6 separate regions of the Mus musculus genome follow, and regions 1, 2, 4, 5 and 6 are each linked to region 3. A link is a contact called in public promoter capture Hi-C data. All regions are on one chromosome and are shown on one strand. The core of a region is the stretch at or near the end of the contact, and the rest is flanking DNA. Distances in the headings are between cores, read along the strand shown.

What was found. Promoter capture Hi-C pulls out the DNA fragments that hold promoters and counts their contacts.
Region 1: a promoter capture Hi-C map of pre-B cells shows a contact between it and region 3, with 2.3 times the contacts expected there. The contact joins the promoter of Tmem79 here to the promoter of Pmvk in region 3. A contact is called at or near these places in 3 of 39 promoter capture datasets (liver and pre-B cells) and 1 of 9 other capture datasets (liver).
Region 2: a promoter capture Hi-C map of erythroid cells shows a contact between it and region 3, with 4 times the contacts expected there. The contact joins the promoter of Gpatch4 here to the promoter of Pmvk in region 3. A contact is called at or near these places in 3 of 39 promoter capture datasets (erythroid cells and liver).
Region 4: a promoter capture Hi-C map of liver shows a contact between it and region 3, with 2.3 times the contacts expected there. The contact joins the promoter of Pmf1 here to the promoter of Pmvk in region 3. A contact is called at or near these places in 2 of 39 promoter capture datasets (liver and pre-B cells).
Region 5: a promoter capture Hi-C map of erythroid cells shows a contact between it and region 3, with 4 times the contacts expected there. The contact joins the promoter of Iqgap3 here to the promoter of Pmvk in region 3. A contact is called at or near these places in 3 of 39 promoter capture datasets (erythroid cells and liver).
Region 6: a promoter capture Hi-C map of pre-B cells shows a contact between it and region 3, with 4 times the contacts expected there. The contact joins the promoter of Prcc here to the promoter of Pmvk in region 3. A contact is called at or near these places in 1 of 39 promoter capture datasets (pre-B cells) and 1 of 9 other capture datasets (adipose tissue).

What each region holds. Positions count from the first base shown.
Region 1 is chr3:88,333,078-88,335,777 of GRCm38.p6, forward strand. Tmem79 (transmembrane protein 79) reads right to left here and starts at 1,356. Exons shown (of 4, transcript NM_024246.5): 1 at 1,305-1,356; 2 at 1-605. The coding sequence starts at 562.
Region 2 is chr3:88,041,613-88,044,515 of GRCm38.p6, forward strand. It overlaps Gpatch4 (G patch domain containing 4), which reads left to right and starts at 1,494. Exons shown (of 8, transcript NM_001110809.2): 1 at 1,494-1,567.
Region 3 is chr3:89,457,753-89,460,452 of GRCm38.p6, forward strand. It overlaps Pmvk (phosphomevalonate kinase), which reads left to right and starts at 1,366. Exons shown (of 5, transcript NM_026784.3): 1 at 1,366-1,712. The coding sequence starts at 1,618.
Region 4 is chr3:88,408,862-88,411,750 of GRCm38.p6, forward strand. Pmf1 (polyamine-modulated factor 1) reads right to left here and starts at 1,536. Exons shown (of 5, transcript NM_025928.4): 1 at 1,295-1,536. The coding sequence starts at 1,446. Slc25a44 (solute carrier family 25, member 44) reads right to left here. Exons shown (of 4, transcript NM_178696.5): 4 at 1,633-2,889.
Region 5 is chr3:88,080,649-88,083,364 of GRCm38.p6, forward strand. It overlaps Iqgap3 (IQ motif containing GTPase activating protein 3), which reads left to right and starts at 1,403. Exons shown (of 38, transcript NM_001033484.1): 1 at 1,403-1,444. The coding sequence starts at 1,408.
Region 6 is chr3:87,884,190-87,886,889 of GRCm38.p6, forward strand. It overlaps Prcc (papillary renal cell carcinoma (translocation-associated)), which reads right to left and starts at 1,373. Exons shown (of 7, transcript NM_033573.2): 1 at 686-1,373. The coding sequence starts at 1,153.

The DNA.
Region 1 (2,700 bases), core at 106-2,605, 1.1 Mb before region 3:
TTCCACAGCCCCCGCAGGACCGGCCAGGGGGTCTCACCACGGCCTCAGCCCACTTGCGCTCTGGGGGCTCAGGGTGGCTGAGTCGAGCTGGCAGGAAATTCCTGAGCTCGCCTGGTCCAGCGTCGCGATGCAGGATGCGCTCCTCCTGTGGCTTCCGCTCGATGCACTGTAGATCAATGGGCACGAAGGCCCTAACTGTCTTCTCGGGGAGCAGGTTGGCATCCTCTTTGAATGGCTCCTCCGACTTAGTAGGTGCCTCTGACTCTAGGGGCTCTGGTTCAATATCTCGCCAGCCCGGGGGATCCGGAAGTGGGGCGCTAGGATGGGGGTCAGTTCCCCAGGGTAAAGTGGCAGCCTCACTTATTGTGCTGTCTGGACCATCCTCAGGCCCCTCTCTGACTATAGGAGACCCTACTGAAGACCCCACTCTGAGCGACTCAGTTCCAGGGGACTCAGTCCCACCTTCTTCCTCTGACTGCAGGACTAAAGCCTGCGGTGGGCTCTTCTCTGGAGTCTCGGGTTCCTTCATGTCCAGCAGGGCCAGTGTCTCCGGTTCTGTCATTGTGAGGCTTCAGTTCCGAGGGCTACCACAGAACGATGTCATCCTATAGGCAGTGGGAGAAGTTCTGTGAGAATACCTAGTCTTCTGGCCCCAGGACAGTTTCTCAGACCTAGAACTCCCCAGAGAAGCTGGCCTCATGGGACTCTAGGGAGAACACTGTGGGGAGGAAGGTGTTGAAACAGAGAGGCGGGCGGGCAGCAGAGGAGCGAAATGGAGGATCCCTTTCAAAATAAATGTCATCCAGCAGGACAAGGGTGAGTCAGGGGGCACAAGCAGAGGCAGGTGTGGCCTGTCTATACCCACACCTGCCTTCTACTCTCTCCACTAAAACTCCCGGATTTTTGGCCACCCTGGCTTTGGAATGGGAGGCTGAGGTGTCTAGGACTAGGCGGAGTTTCTCTACAGCCAAGGGTCACCCTATAGATAGAGAAATTGGCCCTTCCCCCTTCCTTCCACCTGCCCTTTGACCTGCAGGTCCCTCCAGGAACTCGACACCAGATCTCGGTTCCTCAGTCTCCATTCCAGGAGTCGGTCATTTTCTGAACTCTCCCATTGCCAGTCTCACCCGATTCAGCTGGGCTGGGCTCCACTCAGACTCCCAGCTCTAGTGTGGCCGTTCCCAAGCCTTCCTCTTGTTTCCTCCCCTGCCACCCTCCAGCTCACAGCTTCTGGATTGGGCTCCCTTCGTTCACCTCTTGGGCCCCTCCTACCCCTGCCCTTTGGATCCATGATACCCTCTTACTTTCCATCTGCAAAGAGGCGGAGGATCTCCGGAAAGGAGCTGCCTAGCTCCTGGCTGGCTCTGCAAGTATTTCCCAGTTTCCCTCCCTTGCCTGTGTCTCCAAACCTGTCTGACCAGAGCGGGTGGGGCCCAGATTAAAGGCGCAGGCCCTGCCCTACAGAATCTGCCTACTGGAAGGACTCTACAGGAGGACGTCATCCTTTTTGAAAGTAAGGGTGCAGCTGGGCACAGAGGTGTGGACTTAATGTATTCTGGGATCTGTAAGAGCTTCCAGCTCAGGGAAGCATCAGGGTATAAAAGTGGGTTTGTGTATCAAAGGGTGCTCAGAGTAAATTGGCTAAAAGATGACACTGCAAGTTTGTTCATCCAGTAAATGTTTATTGGGTATCTATTATTAATGAGGCGCTATTTCTGTGGTGGTACAAGCCTTTAATCCCAGCACATGAGGCAGAGGCAGGCAGATTTCTGAGTCTGAAGCCAGGCTGGTCCAGCAGCCAGAGTTATGTAGAGACTCTCTCTCTCTCTCTCTCTCTCTCTCTCACACACACACACACACACACACACACACACACACTCCAACAAACAAAAAAAGTGCTAGTCTAGGCACATGTACAGAAAAGAACAAAGTGACAAGGTTTCTAGCTGTTCAGGTAACCAACATTAAAGTTCACACCAAATCAGTAGTAGAATTTCAGTAGTGAGAGCCTCTTTAGGGTGACTGAAGCTGAAACCCAGTGGAAGTTCCCTGTAGAGGAACAGCGCAGCCAACAGATGGAAAAAGACTTGAGGCAGTTTGAGGAATAGAAAGGAGACTTGGTGGCTGGAGCCAGGAGCATAGTGGTATATACATTGCCATTATAATGTGGAGAGAGAGAGAGAGAGAGAACCCCAAAGATCCGCCTTATAGTTAGGAAAACAATAGGGCTGACAAGATGGCTCACCAAGCCTGACTACCTGAGTCTGATTCCCCAGAGAACCACACTTTTAAAAGAAAACTGACTCTCCCAAGTTCTCTGGCCACGTGTATGTTGTATGCATGCACCCACAAAATATAAATAAATAACTCTCTCGGGAAGAATTCCTTTAAAAAACAAGCAACTTCAGGAGCCACCCCTCAGGCGCGCTGGGATTTTGGCAGCTGACTTGACCTTGTGCATGCCGATCTCCACAACCTCCGGATCTTAAAATCTTTTCGCTGCCCCTCTTCTGCAACGATGTCTGATTCAATGATAGCTGGCCCATTCGTTTTATTATTTTATGCACTTTGGCGTTTTGCCTCTAAACATGTCTGTATGAGGGTTTCGGACCCCCTGGAGCTGGAGTTTCAGATGGTTGTGAGCTGCCATGTGGGTAGTCACTTCTCCAGCACCTAGCTGTCCCATGGCGAGCTTTGCAC
Region 2 (2,903 bases), core at 244-2,743, 1.4 Mb before region 3:
ATGTGGAATTCCAGTCTCCTCCTGGCTGCCTGCAGAAGGCAGTCCCTGTCTCCTGCCTTTGGATTAAGATGTAGAACTCTCAGCTCCTCCAGCACCATGTCTGCCTGCAGGCTGCCATGCCTCCCACCACGATGATAATGAACTGAACCTCTGAAATTGTAATCCAGCCCCAATTAAATTTTTTTTCCTTAGAAGAGTTGCCTTGGTCATGTTGTTCCTTCACAACAATTAAGACACTATCCTAATATGGGCCTCACACAAATGATACACAGATGTGACCAGATAACTCTTTTGTTACAAAAGACTCCCGTTCTCTTGACATGGTCAGGGTAGTAGGATGATTTTCAGAATTCACCCATTGCATCTCTGTTTCTGCTATCATGGGTTTTGTTTTGTTTTGTTCTGTTTTGCTTTTTTAAAGATTCATTTTTAATTATGTGTTTCTGTGAGTGGGCCTGTGTATATGTTTATAGATACCAGCAGAGGCCATGGGTCCCCAGGAGTTGGAGTTTACAGGTACCTGTGAATACCCAACATGGATACTGTGCATCTTTTTTTGTTGTTGTTTTTGTTTTGTTTTGTTTTTCGAGACAGGGTTTCTCTGTATAGCCGTGGCTGTCCTGGAACTCACTTTGTAGACCAGGCTGGCCTCGAACTCAGAAATCCGTCTGCCTCTGCCTCCCGAGTGCTGGGATTAAAGGCATGTGTCACCACCCAACATGGATACTGGTAACTAGACTTGGATGCTCTTGAAGATCCCCCACTGTAATTTCTTTTCTTTTTAATTAATTGTTAAGGATGTAATTTTATATGTGTGTGTGCGTTGCCTGCATGTATGCATCTGCAGTTCAGAAGTTAGAAGGTGTTGGATCCTCTGGAATCCATATGGGTGCTGGGAACTCAATCTGAAACACTCTTAATGGGTTAGCTATCTCTTCTGCCCTCAGTGTATTTTCTTTATTATATCCTTTGCCGTAATTGCGTTCTAGATAACAAGCAAATGGCTATTCCCATATGGGGAGGCAATATGAAACGCTCTTTTCCCTTGTTTTTGGGCGGCCGGCCGGCCGCAGAAGCCTACAACTGCTGGTGGGAATGGTGTACTTGCAGCTCCGGTGCCCTGGACCCCTTTTCGTCTCCTCTTCTTGGAGCAAGTCTACATGCTCCTCCAAGTTAAGGGTCGAGTCTTAAGTGTTCTTGTGTTCCCAGTACGAAAGGGACAAGGTAGTGTGCAACCAGTGCTGATCCCGCTACGCAGAGCCTGAGTGTCCTTGCCTCAAGGGAGGCACTAACTCCGGAAAGCTCAGGATAGGGTCGGGGGTGGGGGTGGGGGTGGGGGACCCGAAACAGAGGTTAGGGCGGCGCATTGGCTTCCAACAACTGCAGGAAGGAAACTAGCACCCAGCCTGGAACTCAGTTTCCGTGGCAAACATCCAGGGGAGTGGCTACTGTCAGGACGTCTCTATGGTTTCTGCATCCTAGAAGGGCCAAAGTTCACTTCCGGGAAGATGGCTGCACCCAAGTCGGGTGTCACACGTGCTTCCACGGAGAGGACTGTACACTGACGGTAAGGAGCTTGCTTTCCCCAGGGGCGGGAGCAAGGGCGAAGATCGGAGAGTAGTTCCACCCTGCTGACTCTGTGGCTGCGGGGCTTGGATTTATAACCGGAGGAAAAGGCGGCGGCTGGTCCTCTAGGCTGCTGCAAACGGGTGGCTCTGGACATCCCTGGAAACTGGCTGGAAAGGAGACCGCGTCTCAGTGTACTTGCAGCCTTCGCAGATCAGGCTGCGTCTGCCCACGCCGGCCCATTGCAAGTGCGTTAAAAAACGATTCCTACTGTGTCACTCATTTCAGTCCAGAAACGCTGAACGATTCTCAAGGGCTGGGAAATAAAGCTTGCCTCCGCCTTCCGGGAAGTGTGGTTTTGAATTACTGTGATGAGAAATAGAATGTGGGGAAGGCTTACAGCAGAAGAAAGAAGCTGTAAAGGTACAAAGCAGTGAGTTGCTCATGAAATGCTTCACTACCAATCCTGGATCCACTACTTGCCAGTTGTTTGGTGTTCGAATTAGCAGTGTTCGATTTCTTCTTTGTAAATTAAGGCTAAGTAATACCTTCTTATAAGATGTTGGCAGGCATCAATGAGACAATCCATGTGAAGCAGTTAATAGCAGGTTCGTGGTGAGTCAATGCACTACAAGTGTGGGGTATGATTATTCTTACTGTTAAAATAGTCAGAAATAATTTGGTATTTATAATAAGTGGTATTTGCATGGTGACCTCAGCATCTAAATTTTACTTCTGTTTCCATTTCAAGAAGCAAGGTAGCACCTGGGAGAGAGGCAGGCCAGTGTAACCCAGGCTAGCCAGGCTAATTAGTAAGCCCTCAAAAACAAAAAAAATCCAAGAAGACCACTTCTTTTTTTTTTTTAATTTTTTTTTAATTAGGTATTTTCCTCGTTTACATTTTCAATGCTATCCCAAAGGTCCCCCATATCCACCCCCCCCAATTCCCTACCCACCCACTCCCCCTTTTTGGCCCTGGCGTTCCCCTGTACTGGGACATCTAAAGTTGGCAAGTCCAATGGGCCTCTCTTTCCAGTGATGGCCGACTAGGCCATCTTTTGATGCATATGCAGCTAGAGACAAGAGCTCCGGAGTACTGCTTAGTTCATATTGTTGTTCCACCTATAGGGTTGCAGATCCCTTTAGCTCCTTGGGTAATATCTCTAGCTCCTGCATTGGGGGCCGTGTGATCCATCCAATAGCTGACTGTGAGCATCCACTTCTGTGTTTGCTAGGCCCCGGCATAGTCTCACAAGAGAGAGCTATATCTGGGTCCTTTCAGCAAAATTTTGCTAGTGTGTGCAATGGTGTCAGCGTTTGGAAGCTGATTATGGGAT
Region 3 (2,700 bases), core at 116-2,615:
TTCACCCTATATAGGCTTCGTTGGCCTGGTGAGAGCCAGCTTTCGGTGGGACCCAGAGAAATATTTATTGCACAGAGGTGGGACAATGTGCTGACTTACAAACTGTGAAATCACAGTGCTTAAAACAAACAGTCTGCTGTGAGTGGATACTTTAAAGTTTACAAAGTATTTTGTTGTACAGTTCTGCTTTCCTCTGTTTACCAAGCCTCTCACTTCCTTCTCTTTATTTTATTTTATTTTATTTTATTTTATTTTATGGCCCAGGCTGGCCTGGAATTTGTCTGCTTCCATTTCCAGTGCTGGCTGGCACTTGCCACTAAACCTAGTTTATTCAGTGCTGGCCCTCAAACCTAGGCTTAGGCAGAGGCTCTATCAACAGACAGACATCCTCAGTTCTGGCGATCCTCCCCGGTCCACTCTTTCTGTACCTGACCACTCCTGTTCTTTATTTTAAAATGATTTATGTGTTTTGCCCGTATGTCTGTGTACCTCGTGCATGCAGTTCCCACAGAGGCTAAGGGAGGGCTTTAGGTCCTCTGGAACTGCAGTTCCAGCTGGTTATGAGCGGCTAGGTGGGTGTTCAGCAAGGGCAGCCAGTGCTCTTAGCTGCGGAGTCATCTCTTCGCCGAAGCCTCTTTCGAATACGCAAAGAAATGATTTTCCTAAGAGTTTCTTTACGTTTCACTTTGGTTTTCACAAGACTTTGCAGTCTTATACACTGGAGGCAGTCATAGGCTGCAGGCTTTATTTTGATAAGCTTAGAAAAATGTAGGACAGCAATTTATATCTACAGATAACAGTAAGTAGGTGTCAGAACACTCTTAGTTTTGCCTCTCAACTTCTGGCTGGATGTTGGTCTCCGGAGGAAATTGGGTAATCTTGTTCAGAGTGGCGTCAAAACTCCTTAACCTAAGTTACTAATGTCACCAATGTTCTTTTTCGAGATTCTGAAAAGCTTTGGAGAGGAGTATGCGGCTAAAGAAAAGATCACTTAGTTCCAGCTGGAGGCTTCAGCAGTTACAAAACCTTTTCAACAGTGAAATAGCATACTGTTCATTAAACCCCTCCCTCGCTATGACGTCAAGAAACACACCCTATCATGTCATTGTCTGGTTACTTCTTTGGAAAGAGCTATTTTTAGTGCGGGGCAAACACATATTTGCTTTAGAGCATGAGTTATAACGTACAAATTAAAAGGCAGATTTGAAAATGCCTTCAACATTACTATTTTTCTTTATCTTTATGTTTGGCCGGTTGTGTAGAAGGGAACTTGAGGCTAGTCTTTCCAGCGTCACTCTCGGCTCACCTTGTCAGCCGAGAAGGCGGGGCCATGACGTCACATCTGGGCGGGCGTGGACTGTTCTAAGTGCGTGCTGCGCAGGGGGGGGAGGGCGGGGGGGGGCGGGAAAGGTACTTAGATACTAGGCTGCAAGGCTCTTTCCCTTCCAGTTTCTACGCCCATTCTCTGCGCGCTGGTTTCGATGTGGGCTGTGTAGTGTGGAGAAGGAGTGGGATCCCTCCTCCTTTTTGCTTCTACTGAGCGGGTCCACTTCGTGCTTGGCTGCATTTCAGGGGTCCGAAGTGTCAGCTTTAGGCCTGGTGAAGCTTGGTGGCACCATGGCCCCGCTCGGAGCCTCCCCGCGTCTGGTGCTGCTGTTTAGCGGGAAGAGAAAATCCGGGAAGGACTTCGTGACCGAGAGGCTGAAGAGCAGGTGTCCGCGGGTGCAGGGAAACCGAGGAAGGGCGCTACCGCAAGTGATGGAGGGCTTTATGGAGGGAGCTCGTGGAGGGCAAGGAGGGACAGGATGACAGGGCAGGGGAAGGCAGACCCTCACGGTCAGTAAAACAGCAGCCTGCACAAATCTCCCTCAAAGAACTAGGGGACTGCCACTGCAGATCTATGAAGATGTAGCTCTGCCTTCAAGAAACATGAATTACTACTATTACTATGCTGGCACCTTCAACGTGCCATTCCTGTTTGATGATTGTGGTCTGAGGTAACTGGCCTAGATAAGGAGACTAACAAGACTGTAAAGGTTTTTTTTCAAGACCACGTCCTGAGTGTGTCTGCTGCAAAGAGAATCTGCCCAGAACACCCTGCAATGGCAGGAATTTATGGAATATTCTATGCCAGGTGTTGTGCGTCTATATCATCTCATTTAACCTATTTAGCTTCTTTACCAAATAGTGGTATTAGCAATCCCATGTCACAGATGCAGAAGCAGGGGCCCTTAGGAGCTAAAACCTGGTGTGTGTGTGTGTGTCTCTGTGTGTGTGTGTCTGTGTGTGTGTGTGTCTGTGTGTGTGTCTCTGTGTGTGTGTGTCTCTGTGTGTGTGTGTGTGTGTGTGTGTGGTCCAGCAGCAGGGAGAGCTCATACATGTAGGAGTTCAAGGCCAGAGTGGACAACATGGTGAATTTTTAGTATTAAAATTTTTAAATTTGCTAGGGTTATAAAGTAGCAAACTCAGGATTTAAATTCAGCTTGGCCTGCCTGGAGACACCGTTCACTCACTCTGCCCTGCCTGGAAACACCATTCACTCATTCTGTCCTTCCTTTCTAGATATTTATTTTCAAAGATGTGTTTATGTGATGGGTGTGGGTTTGTGCCTTGGTGTGTGCGAGTGTTCTTGGAAGCCAGAAGAGGGCAGGTGATCCCCAGAACTGGAGTTACAGATGGTTGTGAGCCTTCATGTGGGTG
Region 4 (2,889 bases), core at 286-2,785, 1.0 Mb before region 3:
GGCTTCTCTCTGAATAGTACTAACTGGCCTTTACCCTGGGCTCCACTAATACCACCAACCCAGTCTCTTCTGGCAGGTTCAAATGTCACAAGACACAGAAAAGGAATCCCTTGCTTGCTGCAGCTAAAGAGAAAGACTGTTTCAGAAGGTCCAGGAGACTGCCAGGACCAAAAAAAAAAAGATTTCGCTTTTGGAGAGACAAGGCAGGGGAGTGCAGATAGCAGGGCCATGTGCGACTGCATCTTTATATTGTGAAACCTAAGATTGGCACTTCTGGCAGTTGGGCCTTAGCCAGGCCAACGAAAAGGACAGCAGGGCAAGAATTTGAGGTCCACCTGAAGCCAGCATGTCCAGTCTTCCTCTAGTCACTGTGGAAGTCACTAGAGCTCTGCTGGCTGGAGCGGGAAGGCATGGGAGGTGGCGAGCACTGAGCCTATAGTCTTTTTTTTTTGAGACAAGGTTTCTCTGTAGCCCTGGCTGTCCTGGAACTCACTCTGTAGACCAGGCTGGCCTCAAATTCAGAAATCCGCCTGCCTCTCCCTCCCAAGTGCTGGGGTTAAAGGCTTGCGCCACCACTGCCCGGCTAACATTCCTTTTTTTAAAATGTTAATTTGATTCGGTCATGTTTATGTCTAGGTATTTTGCCTGCACGTATGTATTTGCACCATGTACATGCTTAATGCCCACCAGAATAGTGTCAGATCCCCTGGAAGTGGAGTTACAAGTGGGTGTGAACCACCATGTAGGTGCGCTGCAAGATCTGCAAGATCAACGAGTGCTCTTACCACTGAGCCCAGGACATTCCTGGTTATGAGGCCTGGCACACCAGCCTGTAAGGACAGCCACTCATTTCTGAGTTCGAGACCAGCTTGGTCTACAGAGTGAGTTCCAGGACAGCCAGGGCTACAGAGAAATCCTTTCTCAAAAAAAAAAAAAAAAAAAGACTGCAAGCTCAGTGCTTGCCACCTCCCGCGCGCTCCAGCCAGCAGAGCTCTGCGCTCATCTGGCGCCCTGGCGCGTTAGGTCTACGTAAGCAGATGACCTCTGGGGAAGGACGTCGGCTGCCCTAAGGCTGCCGCGGGCCCCAGGCTGCTGCCTTGCGGGACGGTGGAGAAGACAGCAACTGCAATCCGACCTTCCCTCTACTCCTCCGCAAACCGCGGCGAGAGGTTTCAGGGGAGCAGCCCTGCTCCACCGCGGCGGGTCGCCCACGTGACTGCGCCAAGCGTATCTCGCGGGACTTACGATCCTGCGACAGACCTCCCGCCACCTCTCCCCATTGGTCGCCACCTACCTCCTGTCGGCGACTAGCTTCTGGAGGAAAGTGTCTACTATGGCGTCCAGGAGTTTCACCCTGGGGATGGTCGCGTCCCCTGGCACAGCTTCCGGAGAGGAGCCCTCAGGCCCCCTTTCCGCAGCCTCGCTATCTCGGCTCACCTCAGCCATGTTGAAATTGAACCGCCAAAATAAACTGGCCCTGCAGCTCCTCCCAACAGGACCTCCGATTGGAGGCCGCGGAATGCCCGTCACGGAGCCGGATGGGGCGGGGCAGTGGCCGAGGACGAGGAATTAGTTCTCAGCTCCGGGGGGAGGGAGGGGGGGAAGGGCAGAAAACAAAACCCAAAAGCCAGAGTTTAGGGGCTCAATAAAAACTTTTAATTACATTTCAAAGATCTCATACAGTGCAACAGTGAATATTCGCAGCTAATCTCCTCGAGTCCATTTCTAGCTAATGCTGAATGTGCATTCTTTCCCATGTGCCTCTATCCAGCCCTCCTGTCTTGCCGAGTTTCTAATTTGTGTGTTGACCAATGGGTCAACATTTCTAGCTGTTTTGGTCTCCAGTTTTGGAAAAATGGCCGCCCACTGGCTCATCTTCACCAAGGCCAATCCCAGACCCTGACCTTGGGAGAGTAGGAGTTCCGACACGGGGGTGCCTTTTACCTTTATATCCAAGGTCCTTTCAAACACAAGGGGAAAGAAGGAAAGGGAGATAGGACAAGAAAGGGAGAGGCTTAAACACCGGACAAGAAAAGTCGGGAAGGAGTAACCTAAGGTATGAAAGGTGGGAGGAACCTATGTCCACACTCTGCCCCGTTAGGAAAGACCAAAGAGCAGAGCTGTCCAATCACAAAGGTCTTGATAGTGAAAGCCTGAGAGGGGCCCTTGCTCCACTGTATTGATAGGTCTTAAGGTAGAGGTGAGGAGCGAAAGGATTTAAAATGATCTGTGGGCTTCACCCTTCAGATGACTATGGGCAAGATTGAAGGGCTCTCTCAATAAAGTGCAGGAAGTGGGGCCTGGCGGCGTCCTGTAAACCTGGAACTTAGGAGGTGGAGGAAGATGAAGAGTTCTAGGCTACCCTCTGCTACATAATGAATTCAAACCCAGCCTGGGATATATGAGACCCTGTCTCAAAAAACAAACCAAAATGCTGAGACATTAGTAGAGGGCTCAGAAGGAAACAAATACAGACTACAGCGAGTAGTAGGAGGTGTGTGTGTGGAGACTGGGTCAAGTCAGGATGGAAGAATGTGGAGCAGCCGTGAGAAACATGAAGGCTTCAGTTAGCACCTTCCAATTTGGCACCATGGCATTTCCCAAGCATCTCCCAGGCTGAAGAGCAAGATCTGCCTGCTTTCTTCCCTCCCATTCCTGGATGTGCCTCTCTGCCACCAACACAGGCTCAGTAGAGGCAGGGAAGAGGGACGCTCCTGAGGAAAGCATCAATGGTTTTGGCAGTAAGAGGCTGGTAACCAGGTGGACCTGGCCTTGGGTGCCTTCCTGACTGTATTTTTTTTTTTTTTCTGTTGCCAGCACAGGGTACCATGACTGGGATGATACTTCACAACCAAGGACAAGAAAAAAAAGGATAGTTCATATTCCAGA
Region 5 (2,716 bases), core at 153-2,652, 1.4 Mb before region 3:
GACACTCAAAGAGGATCTATAGCCAGTCCTTCACTATTACAAAAAAGAAAAAAGAAAAAAAAAGAGCTTGCCTGTGAGAGATTATCTTGGCCATGTTAATTGATTAGGTAGACCCTTTTTAATTGTGGGTGGGGCCATTCCCTGGACAGGGGACCCTGGAGTATACAAAATGGAGAAAAGGAGCAATTTCATATATGTGTATAAAGTGTTGTCATATTTATTCCTCATATTGTGTCATTTGAAATATTTCTGTATAGAAGGAATATTATCTCTATAAATAATCTTCACATTGACTTTGTTAGTTGTGTAGGAAGTCTTTTGTTTGTTGTTTGTTTTTCAAGACCCTGTTTCTCTGTGTAGCCCTGACTGTCCTGAAACTTGCTCTGTGGACCAGAGTTGGCCTCAAACTCACAGAGATCTTCCTGCCTCTGCCTCCCCTAGTATTAAAAGAATGTGCCACTCCAGGAGAAGTTTTTTTTTTTTTTCTTTTAAAGATTTATTTATTTATTTATTTATTTATTATATGTAAGTACATTGTAGCTGCCTTCAGACACACCAGAAGAGGGCATCAGATCTCATTATGGATGGTTGTGAGCCACCATGTGGTTGGTGGCTCAGAAGAGCAGTCAGTGCTCTTAACTGCTGAGCCATCTCTCTTTTTTTTTAAAATGACTTATTTAGTTACTTTTATTTTATGTGCATTGGTGTTTTGCCTGCATGTATGTTTGTGTGAGGATGTCGGACCCCCTGAGGCTGTAGTTGGGACAGTTGTAAGCTATTATATGGATGCGGGGAATTGAACCCGAATTCTCTGGAAAAGCAGCCCGTGGTCTTAACCGCTGATCCATCTCTCCAGCCCCAACCCTTAGCTGGCGATTTCAACCAGACTCCATGGTGGCGGGACCTCCTTTCCCTTCCCACACCCTTTTAATTAATCTGTTTTTCTGTCCTGCTCAAGATCAGCTGAAGCCTTCACTAGGAAGGTCTCTGCCTCCACTGCAGTGGATCTTTCCCTCTGTGCGGCATAGACCTCCAAGCTTTTGACTGTGCTATCTGTTGTTGCTGTAACAGCACTAGTCTAGAACATGTATATCCCTGCATTTGTCATCTAGTTCAGAGTAAAACACCAAATAGCACACAGGGAGGCCCAGGAATTCTATAGGAAGTAGGACAGGTTAGTGAAAGGAAGGGCAGCTGCAAGGACTATTTGTTAAAAAGCCAGATGAGCAGCGGGGCCTTAGAGAAAGCAAATCAAGAAACTGACCTAAGCTAGCTCACGATCTCTAAGAGGAACTACAAAACCCAGGGTTCCCTGCGGCACGAACGGGAAGCGTCCCATCCCGGCGTGACCGCAGTGAGGGGTGGTGTCCCAGCGGCGGGAGATTCAAAACTGGCAGGAGAAGGAACATGGAGCCGTGCGCGGCAGGCCGAGCTCGGACAGCCTGTGAGTGCGGGAAGGATCTGAGGGTGGAGCGGGGTGCTGCTGGCGGGGCTTGGTTTTCGCGGGATTGGCTGCCCGGAGCACTGCTCCCCCGGGAATTCGCCGAAGTGTGCTCCAGGTAACTGAGCTGCAAACCCTTCAAAGGGCGCACTCCCTTTTTCCCAGTTTCTGGGGCTCCAGGGTGGAGGAGTCTAGATGATCTAAATGGCCCCTTAAAACTCAGCAGTTACTGTATTTGCCAAAAAGTGCCACGGGACGGGATTCCGCATTGAGACGCTGCCTCCCAAATGACTTGACGCCTGATCACCTGGACGCTTTTTTAAAATGCAGAACCCGGAGGGCCGGTTTGGCAGCGCACTCCAGTAATTCCAACAGTTGCAAAGTGGAGGCCGAAGGTCAAAAGTTCATGGTCATTGTTAGCTACATAGTATAGAGAGGACAGCCTGGGCTACCTGAAACATGGTAACTCGGGCTGAGAAAAACTCGGGTTGGTGGGGAGGGTGGAAAGGATTCCACCTGACCATCTGAATGAAAAACAATGTCCATCCACCTCATGAAGGAACGGAAGCTCCAGGAAACCTGTTTGTTTGTTTGTTTGTTTGTTTTTGAGACACTCTGGTATGTGGGCGTGTGTGCAGGCAGGAGGCTAGCGCCTCCCTTGCTCAAGGCCCCTCCCATTCCACCTCGCTGAGTTCCCAATTCATAACTCTGAGGTGATGTCACTCACTTACTGGTTTATTTTCCATGCTTCAACAACCAACTCTTGTTCCTTTGTAAACTCCCTCAGAGCAATCAGGGGATTTTTCTGCTGTTGGCCAGCACTTTCAAATCTGTATTTGGAAGCGTGTGTCTGTTGAACTGCCAATTCAAATAAGCCCAGCCCTTCCTGAAGTCATACTGCAGGATATCCAAGATGAGGAAATGGGATAAGGAATAAAAATGACTGGAGTGCCCAGTCAAAGACAGAGAGACCATGCTGTCTCTTGCGTATTCTCTGAGCTCGGTTGTTCGTTGCTCCTGTGCGCAGCTGTCCCGTGTTTATGTTTATAGTGTGTTCCCCATGAAAAACATAGAGAGGTAGTAAGACTGTGGCTAAGGCAAAATAGGAGTACTCCGTAGCCCAGAAAGGTCTGGCATGAATGAATGACTGCGCTAATGGTTGATGATGTCAGCCATGCTCCCAAGGATGACAGTGAAGGGGGTTCATGAGAAAGATGGGAAGATGACTGGCTGCATAGGAGACAAGGAAATGTCTCTGGTACAGAAGGCTGCAGG
Region 6 (2,700 bases), core at 123-2,622, 1.6 Mb before region 3:
GGGAGGCTACAAGTCCAACTCCCATTGTGTGTGGGGGTGAGGGAGAGGCAATACTCAATTTCTTATACCAGGGATAGTGTAATACACTTTTTAATCCAGCACTTGGACTCTGAGACAAGAGGATCACAAGTTGAAGCCCAAGCTGAGCTACACAGTGATTCAAGAAAAGCCTGGGTTACAATACTAGAACCATGTCAAAATAAGTAAACATTCCATCTCTTCTCTAACTCCACTCATGTCCTTTACCTCCTTCCAGCCTTCTTATTTTAGAGATGGGGCAAAGGATAAGGCTGGTCCTGGATGTTCAACAGGAGCACTTTAGTCCCACCAGCTGTCACTTCAGGCGCCACTTTTAACCTGCCCTCAATATGGGAAGAGAAGCCAACTGAGATAAAGATGCTGAAAGGGAAAGAATTGTCTCCATGCATGCGCCTTAAGCCTGTCAGTACCAAGGATACCACGCATCCCTTTCTGCAAGGAAGTCCCAGGTTCCAGAATGCCTCATGGCCAATACCCTAACTCCCCAAAGCAGGCAAGTTCAGGTGAATTTAACCGCCTTCTAAGAGGATTCCAGCGGCTCGGAGTCAACGGATGCGTTTGTCGAGCTCCATTATGGTTACAAGTCCCTCCTACCCCTAAACTCCAGCCCAATGGGACTTGAGGTGCCCCCCCCCTCCATACTCACATCGCCCTTCTGCAGCTCCGGCGCCGCTATCCTAACCGGTTCGGTTCTCTTCTTTGGCTTGGGAAGGCCCAAGGGGGGTCCGACACCGCCCACAGCTGGGGGCAGACTGAGCCCAGGGCCTTGAGGCGATGGCAGCCCCAGCCCCTCTCCAACTCCCGCAGCTTCAGCAGGGCTCACTCCTGCAGGTGGCGGGAAGCCGCCCAGGCCAAAGGGCAGCGGCGGAGGCGGCTGCAGTCTGGGGTCTCCGGTGGGCGGGGGCAGCAGGAGCGGCGGGGGGAAGGCTGGGGCCAGCATCTGGGGGGGCGGGGGCAGCAAGGCCGGGCCTTTGGGTGCAGGAAGAGAAGCGAACAGGCCTCCTAAAGTGGGCCCTGGCATAGGAGCCGCCACATCCTCTTCCTCCGGCTCCGGCTCCGGCTCCGGCTCATCCGGCTCACTATCGTCGCTGCTGGCATAAGCAACCAGAGACATGGCGCCTCCCGCCTTTGGGACGCCCTTGCTGGCAGACTAGGCCTACTTGAGACCCGGGATGTCCCGGCGGCCTAGTAGGCCCTACCAGCGGGCAAGGCGGGGAACCGAAAAGCGCCTCCTGCTCCGTGCTCTAGAACTATCCCCGGCAGGAACCCATGGCTAGGGTTGATTTCCACCGAGTAAGAATTCCCGCTACACTTAAGCTCCTAGCACCAAGCAACTACACACACCTAATGGCCGCCGAGTCACTCCGCCTACTACTCACCTCACAGACTTAAGAACTACAATTCCCAGAGAAGACTTTAGCAACAACCCCATTCTCTACCTCCGGGAACTCAGTGCAAAGCATGGCGGGAATTGCAGTCTAAAGGTGGCGTAAAGGGTGCGCAGAAAGACTGAGCGAAAGCTTCCTCTGATGCAGTGATTCCTGGGATTCGTAGTTTGTTTGTTTGTTTGTTGTTGTGTGTCCTTTCAAGTCCTATGTTACTACAAGCCCCATGGATCAGCGCGGTAGCACGTAAGCATTTAGAGCATTTCGGTACTTGAAGTTCCTCAGAGCAGCTAAGGATTATGGGAGCTGTGGTACCCTTAGAAACTGCAAGTGTTGTCGGGAAAGTGATGAAGTCTGGGAAAGTAAATAGCTTAAAGGGAAAGTTACCTGTAAATAAAACAGTGATGCTTCCGAGTCGACCTGGGTGTTAGAACAAAGCACCCCAAGAAAAGACAAAGCTCTAGGGTACGTTATAAAATTAAGATTGCGAAGCCAGAAAGAAAACGAGGCCGCAGGCATCTGAGAGCATGGCAAGGGTGGTGTCATGCACCTTGAATCCCAGCACTAGGAAGTCAGACGCGGGCGGAGATCTGTGAGTTCGAGGCCAGCCTAGACTATGAAGTGAGGTCCAGGACAGCCAAGGTGACACAGAAAATCCTGTCTCTGTCTCACAGAAAAAAAAAAAAAAAAAAAAAAAAAAAAAAAAAAAAAAGAGTCAGTGCTCTTAACCAATGAATACACCAGTATACATCTAGTAACAGTACACACCTCCCATGAACGCTATCCCCATGAGTGTGGGGACTTGGGCTCCTTCCTCAGCAACTAGTGAGAAGCACGGGAAACTAGGGCAAGGTATTGGAGAATTGGAGATTAATCACTTTACCTCAGTAAAAGGACAGACTATGGCCCGGTACACTTCCAAGTTCTTAGGGGTTGATCACCTGTGCCCACCCTACAGTGCATGTGTCTTTGGCATTCATTTCTTGGCTGGATGTGCTGTCTTCTCGGCCTTTGCGTATGGCCCTCATATCCACCCACTTTTACTGCAGGCTTTTTCACATACTGCCCGTCTATGATGACGTGCTGTGCAACTGCTCTTCCCTGGCTCCCTGTGATTCTGGATCACTTCTGTCACCCTCTAACTGAGGGCCCTCTACTTGCCATGTCCTTTATACATGAACCCATCTCTCTGTGGGTACCTCCCTGCTCCTAAGAGCAGAAAACCTTTGAGGTCAGCCAACAACGAAAGAGCTGCTAGAGTTTGGCAGGGAGGAGG